Linked DNA regions of Mus musculus: region 2 is linked to region 1. A link is a contact called in public promoter capture Hi-C data. All regions are on one chromosome and are shown on one strand. Each heading gives the region's core, a stretch centred on a gene start, on an enhancer-like site or on the middle of the called end of the contact. The rest is flanking DNA. Distances are from core to core; before and after follow the strand shown.

Region 1 (4,914 bases), core at 882-3,381:
CCCCTGAGCAACAACTTGAAGGGAAGTGTCCCAATATCTGACACCAGAGATTTTTGTTAAGCAGTCTGGATTGGAGGGAGCATTGTCACTACACTTGCTGTAACTTCATTACATTTTCATTTACATATATTAATTATATTACATATTTATTTTAAGCAAACCTAAAATAATGTTTCTGTAATGGCTGTGGCTTTTTCAATGACTTTTAGTTCTCTTTATCCCCCTTCCCTCCCTTTTCATCTGGATTGCCCTCCCTCCTGCTAGATAAAGCCTCTTCAGTTTTCTAATTGCCCAATTCGTTCTCTTCACCTTGCTTTATAGCTCATTTTACCCCTTCCCCATTCTCTCCTTTAACCTTCATGGTTTCTGTGTTAACTTCAGGTTCTACACTCACCTCTTAAGATTCAGATCTAGAATCCACAAATCAGAGAGAGAAAGCATTTAGGTTGTTTCCAATTTCCAACTGTTATGAACAGAGCAGTGATGAATGTGGCTGAGCAAGTATCTGTAAAACAGGACACTGTGCCCTTTGGATAGATGTCAAGGAATAGTATAGTTTTAGTTATACAATTTGGTAAGATTTCAGCACTACAATAATAATAATAATAAAAAACTACAGTAACGGCACCAAAACAGACTAGGAAATCAACAGAACAAAATAGAAGTCCAAACATGAATGCATGTAGTTTTACAGCATTCTGAATGCATTACCCTGAACTAGAATCAACTTGAAATGGATCAAATAGATCAATGTGAAACCTGTAAAGCTGGAACTGCTATAAGAATAGATGGGTGAAGCCCTACAACATATAGGTGTAGCAAGAGACTTTTGAGCGGGACTCCATTCAATTATGAATTAAGGCAAACAATTAACAAAGAAGACCTCATAAAACTAAAATACTTGTGTACAGAAAATGGAACAATAAGCTAATAGAGAGGAAGCCCATAGTGGGAGAGAATATTTGGCAGCTACTCATCTGATAAACTATCCAGAATATAGGAAGGAAAAAAAAAAAAAAAAAAAAAGGATTCCAGAAAGCCAAGGATCCAGTTTAAAATGGCTGGAGGGAGGGGGCAGCTCCAGATCTGAATAGAGAATTCTCAGAAAAACAAAACAAAACAAACAAAAAAACAAACAAACAAAAAACCCCAAAAAACAAAAACAAAAAAACGCAAAAAACAAAAACAAACCAAAAAAGAGATGAAAAATTGGCTAAGGATTATCGTTAAAACTTTAGCATCTATAGCAATTAGGGAAATGCCAATTAAAACAACTCTGAGGTTCATGTTACCCCAATTTAGAAAGATTAAGGTCAAGAAAACAACTGATAAGAAATTTTGGTGAGGATGTGGGAATGGGAATTCTTGTTCACTTTTGGTGAGATTCCAAACTCGAACAGCTTCTGTGGAAATGAGAGTGGAGAAGTCTCAAACAAACAAATGCCAATCCAAAACAAAAACAAAAACCCCTTGACTTGTGGTTTTTTTTTTTTTTTTTTTTTAATTCTCATCTCATTAAAATTCACCGTACAAAGCTCTTGACTGCAATCTGTTCCAGCTAGATTGTTCTTTGCAAGATATTCTAATGCCTTTTCACTAATACCTCTGCCCATGCACGTTCCCTCTGTCTTGAGTCTTTCTGACCTGCTTGGTTAAGCACCCATCATGACTCAGCTCAGGTATGCTCCCACAGTGTATAATGAAGCACACCTCGTTGTTACCTCACTCTGCTAGTTCTTCCAAAACAGGTAGCAAATTCTTCTTCTTCATCCCAGAATTCCACCGTCCTGCTTCTAGAACCTTGCTTGTAAGTGGTTAAGGCGGGCGTATGTGTGTGTGTGTGTGTTTGCGCGCGCGTGAACTGGAAACACGGCACACAAGGGATTTAATAACAGCATCGTTTAAAAATGTTTTTTTTTTCATATAACTTATTTTCCCCATTGATTTATTGAATATTCTATCACCTAGGCTAGAGGAACAGTGTTGCTAGGTAACAACACGCGTTCGCTGGCGCCTGCGTGGCCCGGATAAGGCGGAGCCACCGCTTCCTCTGCAGAGGGAGGGCGCACGCAGGCGCAGACGGAGAAACTGGTCTCTGTTTCCGCCCTATTGCTTTCAGTTAACTGTGAAAGCAGCGCGCGCAACAGGTCACTTCCGGGACGAGAAAGCCGCACTTACCTAGCGGCGACATGGATGCTGCCGGCGAAAGCGAAGAGCCGGTGAGATACTACTCTGGAGTTGGTTAAATACCTAAGTGGAGATGGGGTGGTGAGCGGCCCAAGGAGTCAAAGAATCGCTCATTCAGCTCCGCTTTTTTTTTTCTCCTCAGGTCTCTGGGGAAGCGTTGTCCATCGCCCATGCGCTCTCTCACCCTCCGGAGTCATATGGCAACGACGTGAGTATGACTCACCTCAACTTCCCGCCCACCCAGCTTTAAATTATAAGCTCCTTTACTGTTTGATATCTTCAGACTTTCCCACCTCAGCCGAAAATAGTACCTTCAAGTCAGTGTAATTGTAGTACTTTAGACCACGTGAAAGTGAGTCGCTAACTTTCTATGATTTAGAAACCACCTGGGAAGCCACAGCACCAGAGGCACAACCAGATTACAGCCCACAGCAGATCAAGTCATAATGTCTGGGGGAAGAAGAGCTAAAACATAGTAGTTTTTAGAGAACCTTTAAAATGAATGATTGCACTGCGCGGTAAAGTGGCACCGGTTTGTGGTGTGTGTCATTTGGACCTCTGTACAAATGTCGGGAGATAAGGGAAGAAAAAGACGACAGAGATAGCAGTCAGGATGTAATGTGTACTAGATGAGTGGTTCAAGCAATAGGATGGAAAGGGCTTAGCAGGAGAGATTTTTAAGGATGGAGGCAGTAGATTACATCTGGGAAATGTCACTGGAACTGGATCCTCAAAGTATAAGTGGACAGAAAATATAGATTCAAAGGTAGGAAAATGTCTTGGTCTAAGGTGGGAGGTGCATGTGTAGATGGATTTTTCTGGCATCATGAAGGGGACAGCAGGCAGGATGAAAAAGGAAAGTCCAGTGGGTACTTGTTCAGATATGCTTATATATAATTTAGCTACATCATTTGTTCTGGAGTTTTACAGAATGGAAAATTGGCTATCTGATAAAGACAAATGATGACTATAGCATTGCTACACTCAGGAAAGTGAAAAATAGTTTCACATGTATTTTTGTCCTCCCAACAACTCTGATGTATGTAAGTGGGTATATTAATGTAAGTTACGTTTAATTTTTTATATAATACAATATATATTACATATGTAATGATAAATTGTATTTTTATTTCATTTAGTATAATAGTTATCACTTGATGCTGGAGAAAAAGATGTCCAGTAGTTCATTGGGTTTTTTTTTGTTTGTTTTTGGTTTATTCAAGACAGGGTTTCTCCGTGTAGCCCTGGCTCTCCTGGAACTCACTCTGTAGATCAGGCTGGCCTCGAACTCAGAAATCTGCCTGCCTCTGCCTCCCAAGTGCTGGGATTAAAGGTGTGCGCCACCACTGCCCAGCAGTTCATTGTTTTTGTTATTCTGTATTGACAGTTTCTTTTGGTCACCGTTGGGACGAAAGATTTATATCGCCAAATCCACTTATTCAGTTTTTATCCCTGACAGCAACATTTTCTGTAGACTTCTTGAGATTTAGCAAGATGTCTTAATTTCTTATCCTTTGCAGGACTGAGATTTCTGAACTGATGTTCTTTCTCTTTTACAGCCTGATATTGAAATGGCTTGGGCCATTCGAGCAATGCAGCATGCTGAAGTCTATTATAAAGTGAGTTGTCATCATTAAGCTGAAATCAGTATGTAATTTTAGTGTATGATGCTATGCTAATCACGGTTCTCAGCAACGTAAATTGTTAAGTTTTCCGTGTTGTTTTAACTACCGAACCCAGGGAACAAGGGTAGAAATGAATTTGATGATGAGAAGTTCTGCTTGTCTGCCCCCTCTTGTTTGCTACCGGGAGGGAAGATGCCTGGCCCAAGAGTAACAGACACTTATATGTCTCCTGAATGAATGGTCACAGAACAAGAGCCAGGCAATACTAGGACTGAAGGGTTCATTCAATCGTCAAAGTAGTAAAAAGGAAAAACAAAAAGAGGGGCTGTTATTGTGACTCTTAAGACCATTTTAATGGTTTCATGCAAGACCTGGTCTGTTACTACTGTCTAAATTAATCTTCTGCCCTGAGAACCATAGGTTTTCTGACGGTGTGGCACTGGAGGGGTAGAAGTCTAAATTAATGACTAGCATCTTTATGTTTGTTCTATTGTCTGGCAGCTGATTTCATCAGTTGACCCACAGTTTCTGAAACTCACCAAAGTAGATGACCAAATCTACTCTGAGTTCCGTGAGATTTTTGAGACACTCAGGGTAGATGTATTGGACCCAGAAGAACTCAAATCAGAATCAGCTAAAGAAGTAAGTATCCTCTTAAGCATTATCTAACATCTGGCCCATAATTTTGATTATATGTTTGTGTATGAGCTTCACATTTTTTCAAGGGACTTAATTAAGGAACCTGGATTTTATATTAATTAAGTCAGCTATGAAATTAATTTCTGTCTCGTGTGCTTTTGGTGTTTATTGAAGACTCTTTTCCCTCATCTTATCTTGAACACTTCAACTACCCCTTTAGATACTCCTTTAAGGGGAGGAGAGGTCAGTTTATTTTGGCAGGAAATTTAGCTGGAAGGGTTGGATGACAAAATAGTTAATAGGGTACAGGGAATAAAAGCAAAACGTAGATCTGTTTTAGAAATCACATTTTAATTTTGGAGTAAAAATATTGAGGGGGTTGGTTACTTTGTTATTTTGCTTTTTGTTTTCCTGATCATAATATTGTGTATAGGGGAAGCAGCAGTCTTAGAGCAAAGAATGT
Region 2 (4,914 bases), core at 1,767-4,266, 930 kb after region 1:
ATGCTCTAGTTCCCTTCCCTTCCCTGCCAAGAAATCTGTTTTTCCAAAAAGAAATTTCTGGTTTTAGTTCAATACAAAATTTATGAACATAACTGCACTGGTAGAATATCTAGTTTACAAACCCTTTCCTTTGGCGTTGAGTGTGGGAGTCCATACCTCTAATTCAGCAGTTAAGGAGCAAGCAAGGAGATTGGGAGTTCAAGGTCATCCTTATCTCCTCAAAGAACTTGAGACTGGTCTGGTCTACTTTCAGGAACCAGTCTCAAAACGAGCAACAACAAAGAACCCTTACTTTTTATTTGCAAAGATTACATGAGACCAAAGAGATGGCTCACTGGCAAAAGTGCTTATCACCAAGCCTACGACCTGAGTTTAAACCCTGGATCCCAGATAGTAGGAGAGAACCCATGCTTGCTATTTATCTTCTGCCCTCCACAGGTGTGTAGTGGCACTTTCTCACCACCCCCATCCACACACAAACAAATGAACAAAACTGAAGGGACCAGAGAGATAGCTCAGATCTTCCATAGAATCCTTCAGTTCCCATCAGTCAGCCTATAATCGTCTATTAATTCAAGCTCCAGGTAATCCAACGTCCTTCTTTGGCCTCCACAAGTGACATATATGTATGTACACACACACACACACACACACACACACACACACACACATACATGCAGGCACACAGGCAGGCACAAATAAAAATAGCATATCGAAAGATGGTTTTGCCAGTTAAGAACAATAGTTGATTTTGCAGGGTACCAGGTTATATTCCAGGGGACCTCTTCTGACCTCCAAAAGACACCATCTACACACATGGTGCACATCTATTCATTCAGGTAAACAATATATCGAAAATATTGTTTCAATTACTTAAAAATAAAAGCAAAGCTTTAAAAAGGATGACAAAAAACAAAACAGAGAGACTTAAAAGTGTCCTGGAATAGTGTGGCAGACAGACACCTGTAATTCTAGACTATGAGGCAGGAGGACAAACTCAAAAGACAAGCAAAACTTTGCCCTGTGATCCTGTCACCCCGAAGGAGTTCAAGGTCAGCCTGGAATATGTACAAAAACTTGTTTCAAGTGTAAAAAGTAAGTCATGACTGTACACATTTAGACAACATGAATATATAGGGCAAAATATGAAAGCATTTCCCTTACCAACATTACTAAAAGCCTAGAGATAGCAGCTCTTAAGGGACTGTTATGTGTCTGTTAGAGTTTTGAATTTTTCCTATACATATACATACACTTACAAATATGGCTTAAAAACAGGACTTTAAGGGTAGAAAAACCAATGTATTGCTCTGCATATTGCTGTCTACAAAGAATGGCTTGGGATTCTCCCCAAAAGCCACAGCAGGCACCAGAAAGCTCATGCCAAGAGCTTCTTTTTCTTCTTTGCACAAAGTCCAGGATTGGTTCCTAGTTCTCAATTGGCAGATCACAACTGTCCTCAAACTACAGTTCTAGGGGATTCTACACCTTCTTTGGCCCTCCATGACGGCAGTGAGCACACACGCATGCAGCAAACACTCCAAAACAGAAAGGCTCTATCAATTTCTTCACCCAGCCAAAAGGCTGCTCACTGGATTATATCTTTAATATTTGTACATTTTTATTTTCCTCTTTGCCAACTTCCCTAATATAATGTTTTCCTTTGCTAGCTCTTCAGTGTTATTGTTTTCAAATAGGGTCTCGTGTAGCCCAGGCTAGCTCTAATTCACTTATTGGCCAAGGATGACCTTGAATTCCTGAACCTCTTTCACTACAGTGTTCTGAATACAGGCATGCCCACCATATGAGGCTTTGCTTAGTTTTTAATCTTATGAAATAATTCAAATACTCAGATAGATACAGAAATTAGTTTATTTATATAACTTAATAGCTGCAATGTTTAACTGGTATTTCAAAAATGTCCTTATAGGTTTTGTGTACTAAAGAATGCACTGGAAATGGCATTAGAGTTAATGGCTTTAGTCTACTTTAAATACAGTAATTAACTGTGTAAAACTAGGGCTGCTCTTCCTTATAAAATTAGAGGGTATAAATAATTATCACCAGTTTTTTAAAGCTCTATGAGTATATGGTTCTAAGTCACAAATGTTCAGAAACACGGGGCTAAAATCCATATGTTCAGACTGCTAAACATCAAGCTAAAAAAAAAAAAAAAAAAAAAAAAAAAGCTGGGCCGTCCCAGCTCACACCTGTAACCTCAGCACTTGAAAGGCAAAGGATTGTCATGAGGTCAAGGCCAGAATGGGCTATAGGGGGGAGAATGCTTCAAATGAAACAGAACAAAAAAATAAACAGAAAGGAATACGAATATTGTATGTTTTCTACATCTCAAAGACTGCCTGTTCCATAAATTGGGGGGGGGGGGCTTAGTTTGCTCTTTCGTGATTGGTGTCCGTCACCAAATACAGACGTTTTACACATTCTGAACGCTTGAACACGGGCATGAAACTGGCATCATCTCACTCATCTAATTTTTCCACTCCTGGGTTGACATGACAGACACATGTCCGAGAGAGCTACATATGGTCGGCAGCAGAAGCTTGCATTATTATATCCTCTGGGTAGCAAAACGAGCTCCTCAGCCCAACACCCAAAGCGGTCCAAACTCCAGGAGTGTCACTACTTGTAGCTGCACGTTCCCCAGCTGCTGGAAGCGAGGTGGTCACCTACTCCAGCCTGCTTTTGAATGTGAAACCCTACAATACAAGAAGTTGCAGCTCCCGCTTTTGTGAAGCCAACTTCCTCCCAACCGCGGACTCCAAGTCACGCCCAGCACAGATCCCTGGGAAGGGGCGAGCGGACCCTTTCTAGCCCCAAGTCGAGAAAGTCCCTGCCGCTGGCAGGCGCCGCCTCACCTCCTTCTTTCTTTGGGCAGAGGCCGAAGGAACCTTGGAAACGAGCAGCAGTGCCACCGCTGCGATCGCACACACAGACCAGAACCACCTTGGCGAGGCCATGTTCACGCTTCTCTCTTGGCGGCGGGGCGAAACTTTCTTCCAGCACGGTCCGAGGGTGGGGCGTGAGAACGGGCGAACCGAGCCCTTGCCGCTCCCCATTGGCTCGGCTCAGCCCTGCCGCTCGACCCCTCACGTGACCTCACGCTCAGCAGACGCCCGCTTTTAAAAAAAAAAAAAAAGTTCTTTTCCGATTGGTTCCCGGGAGCCAATCGGAAAAGGATAATCTGGAGGTTTCTTATTGGTCCGCTGAAAAGGCTGCACCCTTTTCCTACGTGTAAAGACATCGCGCTCAGCGAACTTTTAGTACACATGCGCAGGTTTGAAATGGCGCTGAGGTTTTTTTTTGTTGGTTTTTTTTTTTTTTGAGGCACAAAATGGCTTGTACGTTTAAAAATGGAATCATCATCTAGAAAGCGTTCCTTCCTTTAGAACTGTTTGATTTTGAGCTGGCCTAAGTAACAAAAGCCTCTAATCCACGCATTTTGAATGTGAAAGCAAGAGCATCAATTGTTCAAGGTCATCTTTGGCTCCATTGTCCGGATCCCAGGCCACCTGATTAATGTAAGATTGTCTCAAACATAAAGGAGCCCTCGTGATTTCTCCCAGCCAAACTCCCAGGTTTGGGAGGTGGAAGTGGAGGCAGGACGATTAGGAATTCAACAATTCAAGGAACCTTCAGAGTTCCATTCTAGCCAAGTCCAAGGGAACTACGTGGTCTAAAGCAGAAGCTTGCATTATACCCTCTGGTAAGCAAAATTAATTTCTCAGCCCAAACCTCAGCGCTGACAACACCCAAAACATCCAAATATCTTACATCAAAAGTGGTTTTGTTTTGTTTTGTTGAAATTTGCTCCTTTAGTATAATACTCTGGGACAGGTGCTGGAGAAATGTCTCAAGGGTTGAGAACATTTAACTGTTTTTGGGAGAAGACCCTCCCGGGACCGGCATGGTGGGTAACAGCCTAGTAGTCCCAGGAGATCTGATGCACTCTTCTGATCTTTACAGAGACCAGGCACACACCCATTGCATGTACATTCACGCTGCCACCCCCCCACACCAATCTTTTTTTCAAGCACATACTATTCTTGAAGATGGCTTAAGTACTGTTCCTATGACTGCAACTCCTGATGAAGTTGCTTTGGTCAGGGTGTTATAACATGGCAACAGTAACCCTAAGACATTGGGGAAATATAGATCAGTTGATAGGACATTTAACTGTTATTTGTAAACACATAGGTTTAATCCTCAATATTTCCTCAGTATACACACAAGCGCGTGCACACACACACACACATTATAATTTGGATTTATTTATTTATTTATTTTGCAGCACAGGGCACAGTAAAGGATTGAGTAAAGGACCCCACACAAGCTGGGCAAGCATTTTATCACAACTACATCCAAAGCCCAAGGTGCATTTATTTTGAATGTGTGGAACATACTATGTGATTATTCTTTTAGGTCCTGCTAGAAAGCAAAAACCCCACAGAATTATAATAATTCCACTATTTGGAGAGTTAAGGAGATGATTGTTGAAAGGAAAGTAACTGCTTTAAAAGAGGGACGGGCTGGAAAAATGGCTCAGTGGTTGAGAGCAGGCCCAAAAGATCCTGAGTTCAATTTCTGGCCACCACATGGTGGCTTATAGCCTTCTATAATGAGATCTGGTGCCCTCTTCTGGCCTGCAGGAATAATGCAGGCAGAATGCTGTATAAGTAATAAATAAATCTTTAAAAAAAAAGAAAGGAAAGTAATTGGTCTCCACATAAAGAGATATGAAATAAAATGAGCCTGGCGGTGCATACCTGTAATCTCAGTATTCAGGAGATAGAGGCAGGAGGATATCAGGGATTAATGCCAGTCTAGGCTGCATAGGGAGTTCCTCCTTGAGCTACAAGAGACCCTGTCTCAAACAAAACAAAGCAAAACAAGACA

The links. Promoter capture Hi-C pulls out the DNA fragments that hold promoters and counts their contacts.
Region 2: a promoter capture Hi-C map of neural stem cells shows a contact between it and region 1. The contact joins the promoter of Magt1 here to the promoter of Pbdc1 in region 1. A contact is called at or near these places in 18 of 39 promoter capture datasets (the 3T3-L1 cell line, 3T3-L1-derived adipocytes, the C10 cell line and 10 more), 15 of 484 Hi-C or Micro-C datasets (B cells, the C10 cell line, CD4 T cells and 11 more), 16 of 115 datasets of contacts at active chromatin or transcription factors (the 230-238 cell line, the NIH/3T3 cell line, astrocytes and 9 more) and 4 of 9 other capture datasets (adipose tissue, liver, macrophages and 1 more).

The regions. Positions count from the first base shown.
Region 1 is chrX:105,077,625-105,082,538 of GRCm38.p6, forward strand. It overlaps Pbdc1 (polysaccharide biosynthesis domain containing 1), which reads left to right and starts at 2,132. Exons shown (of 6, transcript NM_026312.5): 1 at 2,132-2,219; 2 at 2,330-2,395; 3 at 3,747-3,806; 4 at 4,314-4,454. The coding sequence starts at 2,190.
Region 2 is chrX:106,008,786-106,013,699 of GRCm38.p6, forward strand. Magt1 (magnesium transporter 1) reads right to left here and starts at 3,017. Exons shown (of 10, transcript NM_001190409.2): 1 at 2,877-3,017. The coding sequence starts at 2,978.